Regions from separate parts of the Anas platyrhynchos genome. Here region 1 is linked to region 2. A link is a contact called in public Hi-C data. All regions are on one chromosome and are shown on one strand. The core of a region is the stretch at or near the end of the contact, and the rest is flanking DNA. Distances in the headings are between cores, read along the strand shown.

What was found. A called contact is a pair of places that touch in the nucleus more often than the background predicts.
Region 1: a contact with region 2 is called in a Hi-C map of skeletal muscle, with 1.9 times the contacts expected there. The contact joins two enhancer-like sites. A contact is called at or near these places in 2 of 8 Hi-C or Micro-C datasets (skeletal muscle and subcutaneous adipose tissue).

The regions. Positions count from the first base shown.
Region 1 is chr2:55,634,989-55,639,735 of IASCAAS_PekinDuck_T2T, forward strand. The region is part of intron 4 of LDLRAD4 (low density lipoprotein receptor class A domain containing 4); the gene reads left to right. Among named protein-coding and RNA genes, the nearest start is that of RNMT, 56 kb to the right of the region's middle. Within about 2 kb of position 2,318, at least 3 of the 8 cell types and tissues checked have an H3K27ac peak or open chromatin away from gene starts, as enhancers often do. A contact at or near this core is called in subcutaneous adipose tissue, where this site is marked.
Region 2 is chr2:55,492,179-55,497,438 of IASCAAS_PekinDuck_T2T, forward strand. All of the region lies in intron 3 of LDLRAD4 (low density lipoprotein receptor class A domain containing 4), which reads left to right. Among named protein-coding and RNA genes, the nearest start is that of LDLRAD4, 110 kb to the left of the region's middle. Within about 2 kb of position 3,598, at least 1 of the 8 cell types and tissues checked has an H3K27ac peak or open chromatin away from gene starts, as enhancers often do. A contact at or near this core is called in subcutaneous adipose tissue, where this site is marked.

The sequences.
Region 1 (4,747 bases), core at 1,068-3,567, 140 kb after region 2:
AGCCTGTGCTTTGAGAGCAGGAAATGTGAGAGGACACAAAGGGAAAATGCCCCAGCCCTTTTACATTCAAAATGTCTAAGCAGTCTGCCCAAACAAGGATAGATCCAGGCCGAGAGCCAGTTTGGGCTGAGTGACAGATTCGTGCTCCTCACATGCACGGTCTTGGCTGGAGCAATTCCCTTCTTACCGTCTTCTGCGTGTAAAACAGAGACGGCACACAGCGACAGCAAGGTGAAGGTACGTGATGTGGCTAAAATACCAACAGGATGAGCGCTGTAATGGGTGTGCCTTTTCTAATGAATTCAGCAAACCTGTGCTGATGCAGTGCCATGCAGTTTCCAGGTCAGGAAGTCTGGCTGTTGAGGCACCAGCAGCGGCTCAGCCGTGCTGTGCTTGCTCAGCACTGGATGGCAACAGCTCTCCACCTTCGCCTGCCACCGGCGGGGACGCTCTGGGCTCCCTCCTGCAAGGACATCGTGCGTCCCGATGGCAGCGAGGGGAGCAGGACCCCAGAGCAGAGGTGGAGCAGGGAGCTCTTGCTGTGTGGTGTGAACTTCGTGGTGTGGATGATTACGAGTTTGCGCCACACTTGGTTAAGGCTGCATCAACAGGAGAATTGGCTCCTGTGCCGCGCTGATGCTTCAGGACGTGGTTTCTCTTGCTCATGCACCAATATGCCAAGCAGTGGATGTTAGCATCACAGTGCTAAAACCTTGTTCTTTGCTCTTCTGAGCAGGCTCAGGAGGCACATTGCCGTTTCTTTACATTATTTCATCTCCCAGGTCTGATTTCAAAGACCCGTGGCCGGCTCTTTGCCACAGCAAGTTCGCACGTGTCGTCCTCCAGAGCTGCTGTGCTCAGGCAAGGCAGGCAGGAGCGGGGGCGGGCACGCATCGTAACATTTCTGACCTATATAAGCAGGTGTTGGGTGAAGTCTGGCGTACAGGGAGGACGAGACGCTGTGTGCAGGTGGCCCGAGCGTGCTTCAGATCCCGGACACGTCCCAGCTCCGCGCACACCACGTGTACACCGTGCTCACGAACCACCACGCAGCCTCCCCCCGTCGCCTGTCTGGGACTTGTGAATGGCCCGGAGCCTGCTCGGAGCTATTATGCAGATGAGGATGCCGGGCGTCCTGCAATCCCGGACAAATCCCCTTAGTGCTTTTGGTAAATCTGCCACTGGGATTTGCTGTTGTGACAGCACGGCCTAAGCGTGGTAAAAATAGCCTGTCTCCCGGCGGGTGAAGCTGCCCCTCGCTCCCCAGCAGAGGGGTGAGCAGCCAAGGCTGCCTGCAGGTGGTTGCACGAACGCGCGGCGCGGGTCTTGGTGGCAGGGCGTCGCACGTGAAAACCGTGCTTTGGATTTTAACCAAAAAAACAACGATTTTGTCAAATGTGAAGCATTAGCCCTTTTGCAGCCCCCGTCGGGTCACGGGTGGATCAAGTACGGGTCAACGTGCTTCCTAAAGCTTTGGCACACGTGTGGATGCACGATCTAACACACCACAGGAGACTGCATTTATTCCATCACCCTGAAAACAGGTATTTTGCTCCACAAGGAAAGCCCTACAGGAGGTTGTGTCCCGCCCAAACGGGGTGTAACAGTACCCCGCTAGCGGGCTTACACCGAGAGGCTGCTGGTGAATCACTGCAGTGTCAGATGTACGGCCGTACCGAGTGGGAGCATGCGATGAAGTAGTTTGGAAGGCAGCCTGCCGTCCAAAAATACCAGCCAACCGCCTGTAAGATGCATTAGCTGTCAGCTCCCAGTGTGTCTGATGAGATTTCAAGCAAATTTGGCTTTTTTGCTGTTGCAGACAGAAAAACACCAGTGCAGCTGTTTGGGGCCTGCCTCTTTCTCACTGGCAAAGGGCACCTGCCTGTGCGCTGCTGGACAGCCGCGGACAACGCACCTTTGTGATGCAGGAGCTTCCATGTCCTCGTCAGAAGTGGCCCAGCAGCCCAAATTTTACAGGGCAGCGGCGTCCAGACAGCGTGCGGTGGCTGGACTCGACGACGTTGTGCTCGGTGGTGGTGCTGCACGGGTGCAGAGAGGGGCAGGGTGCAGGCACCGAGGTGCGAGATGCCACTGCCTCTTCCAAAAACGGGCCACTCTCGTGGCCCTGGGTGGGACTGGCTTCATGTTGTGTGAAGGAGATGTGGATTCCAGCTTCCTCTCACGTTGCTAGGGTGCTGTCCATCAAGTGATGTTAGGAAATCATTTTTTTTTTAGAAGCTACACCACTTTTGACATGCTGCTTTAATATTTTTCTGGCTGCAATAGGGCAAGACACAGAAATCCAATGCTGTCATCACACAGAGCTGTGAAGCATTCTCTCTCTCTCTCTTTTTTTTTTGCTTTCTCTCTCTTGTACTGTGTCATATGGAAACCAGATCAAGATTATGAAATTATTGCCCACAAACTGTGATCTTTTTTCTCTTTTGTGGTGGGAACTGACAAGGCAGTGACGGCTTAGTGCTGTTGGTACTAGCTGTTCACGCTGCACGCATTTGTATGTATTGGGAAGCGCCGAACTTGGCGTGCTCCTCGCTTGGCACGCAGGCTGGTGAAACGTCAGATTTTTAATCGCGATAAAGTTCACGAAAGAAGAAATTATGGCAGATGTTTCCTTTTGTCGGAGCTGAACTGAATCATTAAAATGTGCTATGATGTACTACGAACGAGTCAGTGTAAACACCATCCCCGCGAACATGTCAGAAGGCTGAGGAACGTGGACCATTCATGGTAATGTTGGAAACCATGTGGTCTGCATGCTGCGTTACCAGGCTTTTCTCTCTAAACGCAGAGCATGAAGCTTATGAATTTTTATGGCCTTTACACAAAATGAAACGCTCGGCTTTGGTAAAAATAGCCTGGTAGCTTCTGCAGCCCAGTTGTCATTTCGCTGGGTGTTTACCCAAAGGTGTGCTTCTCAGAGGCAGCAGGGAGGGACGCGATTCGCACTGGGCGTGGAGCTCACTCTCCTAATTCCCTCTTTTCTCTGAGATGCTATGTTGGGAAGCGCTGCTGTTTGCTGAGGAATGTGATGGCACATCAAAAGACACAACCGAGAGCAGCGATCACACGCGGATACTTCCCAATATCCTTCCACTTCACATTTTTGGCTGATGCCAAGTGGTTATGGCAAACCTGCAGGAAGCATCCCGAGACCGCGGGATTCTCTGTGGACTTTCTCTGCGTCTCCGGCCTCACATCTCCGATGTGAGGATTACGGTCTGCACTCGCTCAGGCCATTAGTCAGAAGAGAAGTGCACGATGAGGAGCTTCCTGACGCTTCCCTGTGAGCTGAATAGATGATACCCGCAGTTGTTCTCACTTTTGCTGGCCTGAGGAGACTTGACTGGATCTGCTTCTTATTCCAAGTGCTGCCAGTTCTCCAGACCGTACTGCAAACTGGGTGGCTTCTTGAAAGCTTCCGCTGCTGGAATTGTTCACAAATATCTCCATGTTGACTCAGAGGTCAAAGAAATGCTGTAAAGATAGGATCTAAGGCTATCCTAGTTGTGAGGGGACTTGACTAACAGTTTTGGGGTGCTGGGGGCTGGGAATAAGACACTCGGTTATATCATAAAATAGGTTATAAGCCATAGCAAATCCCAATCGTTGTGCACACTGAAAATCTCAGTCCCCATCCTTTTTTGGGGTGCACTGCAGATGAGGTGAATGCGTTGTGCGGACCAATTTAAACACTCTTAAACTGTGACCCCTTCTCCAGATCAATTATATTGATTTACCAGGGAGAAGCGTGTGTGTGTGCGTGGACATAAATGATCTGTATACAAACAATATATTCTCATCTAAGCCAGAAGCAATGCACTTAGTAAAACAGTCAAACAGGTCTCAGTGATAACAGTTGTTAATGGCAAAGCATCTCTGGTTGTTGCGCCATGGAAATCGGTGGATATGCGGTATGCCTTTTTTAATTTGCCTAAGTTTTTACACCTCTCTTGCACCATAGGACCTTAATCCATCATGAAACCTCGTTAGAAGCCGCGCCGCTGTATCCCGAGGCAGATGCGAAATCTGTGTGAGTCACCGATTTGCGATCACGCTGAAGGAAACTGAGTCTACAATTCTTAGGAAAGAAGCTGCCCGTTTGGGATTCATTTGCGCAGCTCCTTTTGTATAAATCATTAGTGCTATAAACTATCCATTATTGTTAGAAGAAGAAATTTAACAATGCAAATAAAACAAAATACTGTGGCAGAGCAATTTTATGCTCGATTGTAATGTTTAATGGCCTGTTCTCATAAAGAGATTTTCCCATCCTTCAGACCTATCATGTGTGTGACTCACTTGATTTCCGATGGGCTGAACATCCCCAATTTTATTCCTGGAGTTGTTTTCTCTGCAGCAAAATCTGTAAACGTGCTGCCGCATGGGGTTATCCAGGGTTAATTTCCCTTATGATTACACATCCAGACAGCATGTATGCAAATGCTGCAAGACAAACGATGAAAAAACCATAGGATGAAAGTGTAAGAAGAAAATTCCTTGATTTTTGCTCATAGACCCATTTTTCAATATCAATGTATTTCCCTTATTCACTCTTAAATGTTTATACCAGCTTGTATCGGCATTGTGGGCTTTAAAAAACATTTTCTGGCATCACAGACCTCAAATAGTGCATTACGTTGCTTCTTTTTCTCCCCCAAATTTCTTTGGATACCACTTTTCCGGGTTCCCATCTTCATTTTTGCTTTCAGGCGCTAGACTGCAACAT
Region 2 (5,260 bases), core at 2,348-4,847:
GTATGCCTCAGTTGGCCATTATTCGTTCAGAGAATGGAAGAGTGAGGGAAGACGTGATAACCATTTAAATGGATATGGAAATTTCATGTAAGGAGGAAGGTAATAAAAACTGTTTTCCAGTTCTGCTGGGGATAGAGCAAAAAGAAACAGACAAGCTTACTGTGGTGGGGAGATTTAGGTTAGACGTTAGGAAAATCTTTCTAATGGTAAGGATAGTTAAGAACTGCAGCCGATTGCCTAGGGAGGTTGCAAAGTCTCTGTCACTGAAGGTTTTTAAGAACAAGTTAGACAAATATCTGTCAGGAATGGTTTATGTATAGTTGATCTTGCCCTGGGGCAGGGAAATGGACTTCATGAGAGTGCTTCCAGCCTTACTTTTCTGTCATTCTGTTATTGCTGCTTCCCTGGATAATAAATGTACATTTTATACTTTAGTAATCCACCTGCACTACCCTATCTTCTCCATGTTTAAGTAGATTCTGTTGGAATAATTGATAAAGGATGGATTAAGTGTCTTACGTGTTTAGAGTCTACCCTTTCTTTTTGTTGGAGTGTTGCCCCATTGCCTTTGTTCTAGCCTGCCCCAGCTTTCATTATAACTTTCTTTTTCAAACTTCTTATTTTGTGAGGGCATGATATATGTATCTGTATCAGAGCAACTAGTATAGAAACATTTTCACACTTCAGAAATACTGCATCCATTATTCTGTTTCACAGTATGCAAGTATTGCAAGAGAAGCTTTTTACCACTCTTAGGCTGTAAACATATTTAAAAGGTAATTGTTAAGAGTAATCAAAAATAGGCCAGAGCCAAAGCAACCGCCATTTGAGGTTGTTTTCTTTATAATGAGTAAAACTATGCATGATTTACTTGTCATATAATAACTGGTGGATCTGATGCTGAAGGTAGGCTTCTTCCTCCAAATTCTAATTGAGGCTCAATGTAAAACAGAAAAACAGGTTTGAAATGTCTTCTAATAAGTATATTAACATAATTAATATTAAAAGCAGTTGAAAACTCGTTTATGCATTAACACAGGTTTACCACATTGCTGCTGTCATTATTTGCATGATTTTCAATTACAGATAAACATTTCATTTAAAGAATACAACTTGAATATGTAGCAGACCATTCTCATTCCCCTCTGTTCTGATTTTGCTTTCAGCTGCCTCTTGAAGCTAGTCTGACCTTCCAAAATTCTCTGCAATTTTTTTGACAAATGCCTTCTTATTTTATGAATTTTCAAGGTTACTGTGTCACATGTGGACAGCTCTTACTGTCTCTTAGTTCTGAGAGAAACAGATTGCTTTTTGCAATGCCCCTTACTCAGCACATGGGTAGTAACAGATCGTATTCCATTGTAGTCCCTTAGATATTTTACTTAGAGTGTGCAGGTTTTTTTTTTTTTTTTGAGTACAGATAGTATTCTCAGCAAAAAATACATGGAAGAAGATGCAACCTCAGCCTTGAAGAGAGTTTATCTATATACATTAGACTCAGTAGCATTCAATGAAATTGTTTTCAGTATGGTAATGCACACCTTACAAGTCTCCATTTCAGGGTTAAATGCTTTAACAGAATTACTGGAGATTGAGAAACTGAAAATCAATTCAAGAGTGGTGATGCTACATGAGAGAAATAGCTTTTGGTTACAACTTAGTTCTTCTGCTGTTCTTACAACAGGTGATTAGAACAGCAATGGTTTTTGCTTTAGGTTACTCTTCAAATCCATGAGGTTGGCTTTTAAGTTACAATCCAAACTTTGTGTGAGTGAAAGAGTGTATTTTGTTTATTTCCTTTCAACTAAAGAGAACAGTTATCTTCAAAGTCTGGTTGAAGGACTGTTTAATCTGTAACTGGACAGATACTGCCTTTACTTATTGAACTGTGGTAGTCCTTATGCAAACAGAGGGACATTTCACACAGGCAAAGGATTTCATATTTTAAAACCTTCTCCTTTCAAATTTTAATTTAACTGGAACAGAAGACCTCCTTGCCAGCTTGCTTGCTTCGGTGAAGTACTTCATACTTGCCTGCTTGGTAAGGGAAAGAATGGGAGAATTTGTATGGCAGTCACTTGCAGGAGATGGCCTTGCTGCATGAAGCCACAGGCAGCGCAGTAAATGTGGAAGCAGAAAAATAAGCCAAGAGGACTCCAGAGGAAATGCAGTGCTGTGGCATCCCGTGAAACACATTGAGAGACACTGGCCAAGGATCCTCTGCAGACCTGGAATTCAGTCTCCTTATATTGCAGGCTAGTGTTTCACATAACACCATTCATATCAAGCTCCATCCTGAAATATTACTCAAATCTGGAAGGGTTTTCCTTCAATTTTTAATTAAATTTTCTTTACTATTTAAGTTAATTTAAATGCCATAAAATCATTTAATTTTTCAGTGTAGATGTAGTCTTGGCTGTATGTGCATGATCCATTTTTCTTATGACGGTTAGTCCAGAGCCCAAATGAAAGGCTGTGAGGTGTGCAGACCAGGGTGAAAGCAGGTTAAAATTTGCAGAAATATTATGGCAATTGTGATTGTTAAAATTATTTGACGAAGTAGTGTACTGCTGGAAATGGGAAACTCCTTCACAAAGTCATGGGTGCGAGCACTCCAACATTTTTATGGAGGATGTTGAACCTAGATCTTCTTCTTGATACTTGGTTTGGTGGAGGACTTGTTAGTGTTAGGTAAGAGATTAGGTGATCTTGGAGGTCTCTTCCAACCTAGATGATTCTGTGAATCTGTGACTCATTTTTAGTAGATTATATTCGAAGCCAGAGCATGCTGTTTGTGAAGTTGATGCATCTTTGAAAATGTCCATCTGCCATTTCTCGTTTCTTAATAGTACATGTCACAGTGCTGTTGCATGAAACAACTTAATCAGCCAAATGGCCAATTCCAGACTGAGTATGACAATAAATTGAACTGTAAATATGCTGCATTTCAGTATTTAATCATAATAAAACAGCAGACTCGTTTTCAATGAGGAAAACAAGCGTGTTGTCCCTTAAGTAAAAAGACAGAAAATAAGAGGTGAAAACTGATTCTTAAATTGGCAGTGTGTGCCAATTTAACTTAATTGAATCTTTCTAATTAATTTGGTAGCGCTGGTTTGGTGGTTGTTTCGTGTTGTTTTTGAAGAAAAGAGCAGGAACCGCGAGCTCTGCTCCTGGCTGGCTGCGGGCCTGTCGCCGCTGACAAGGCCGCGCATGTGCTTTGAGCGCAGGAGCTCGGCTGCCGTTGTGTGAGGCAGAAATCAACCCCTTGGATGCTGCTTTCCGAGGTCCCCAGAAGTCTGAAGTCAGAACATTTACTTTATTTCTGACAGAATCGCTAAGTGTCCTACGGCATTACATAACCTGCCAGCATTGGCACTTTGAAGTCGCTGGGCGACCTGCGGTCGGTGGTTGATTCCCAGCTGCTGCAGCTTGGCCACGGACACAAGATGAGGACATCCCCCATCTCCACTGCTCAAATTTCAGCTTTATTATTTTTTTTCCCCTCTTTCTCGCCAGAAGAAGAAGGGGGGTCAAGGCAAAACTTCTCCAAGAGTGCCTGTCTCAGTGCAGAGCGCGGTCCTGCAGGGGGAGCCCAGCGCCGCGGGCTGGCCGTGGCCCCGGCTCAGCAGGAGGACGAGGAGGAGAAGGAGGCCAAAAGAGAAGGCTGGGCTGGCTTCCAGCACCAGCAGGGACTGCAGGGGGAAACAGGCTGGAAATGCCTTTCATTGCAAACTTAAAAACAAACAAACCAACCAACCCTCCCCCCCAAACAAAAACAAAAACAAAAAAAACCCCTGACATTAAGAGATGAAGCATAAAACCAAAGCTGATGTCAAACTGTTGAAGGACTGGACTGTGTCCTTTTGGAGGCTGGGGAGGTACAGCGGAAACACAAACAAAACCTCCCTATTCTCATAAATATGATGCAGGATGTTTCCAAGTGCTCAGTGCCAGGCAGTGGTGTTTTGAGTGAATAATATGAGGCTAAGTTTCAGTCTAATGGTTTGTTGGTGGTACTTTTGTTGTTGTTTCTTTTATTTTTGTTTGTTTGTTTTTTGGTAATGTCAAGGGGGCTGTTTGTTTGCCTAGAATATCAATTTTCTTTTACCATAAAGCAAATAGTACGAACTAATGTTATGCTTCTTTGTTGTAAGCTGCCTTTACAAATCACTCCTTGAAGAACAAGGGGGAGTCCAGGTAAACAGAGAAGAGAAAATATTTAATGTTGCAGGGTAAATGTAGTGAAAAAGCCTAAAAGCTATTGAGGAGAAGGTAATACCATGTATAATCAAATCTTACATTTGCTTTTCTAATATTTAATCCCTTTTACTTTTTGAAAAAAAGAGGCCAGGATGTATGCCCATTAGTTTACTTGTTAGGTCTGTTTGTTTTGTTGTTCAGAGCGAAGCTTCTTGCTGGGTGGATGGAGTCCTTCCTGTGAGCCTTTCTATGAATGCCCAAGTTCCCGTGGCTCTATCAGCTGCATCTCCCCATCCTGGGGCTTGGCTTTCCTCACTGAAGTACTTCTGGATGGAGCAATATAGATCCACCCAAGCATGCACCCCACGCTGCACCTCTCCCAGTTTTTTTTCCCCAGGGACTGCCCAACCCCTGCTCCAAACCCTTTCCAGAGGGCTACTCCCACCCTCTTTAATTTCAATTCAGCCCTCAGCAACAGTGAATAAGCAAAATGTGAAGTTTCTAGTAGGATCATTACTTGCTAATAGGGTGCAGCCTTCAAGGCATGCCGGCCTCTTACAAACACCAAAGATAATCTTTTCCCTGGAAGAGAATATGACACAATATTCTGTATATACTCTGTATATCTGTCAAAATACTGCTCCTTTCTGAGACTGATCTTTTCAAAGGCACTGCTCATGTAGGGCGTGGAAACTGATAATTTCTGAACAGAGAGAGCTTTGGCTTCGACAAAATCTGGAGCCCAGCTACTTGGGCTTCCAGTCCTTTCCTGTAGGCACCCCACTATAATTTGACTATGAAACTTACCCTATTAAACTTAACTTATGGAAAGCTTTCATGGCAAGCAAGGGAAAGGATTCCCAACCTACAGATGATGTTTCGGTGGTACTAGTTGTGGATATTGAGTACCTAAAAAAATAATAATAATAATAATTATCATAGATACATAAATAGGAGAATGGGTGTTATACAGTGAAGAACGGATTGAGCAATAGGTCTTTCATACATTGTGGGTTTTGATTTTATTTCTTAAAATTTTCTGTCCTATTGTGGGCTC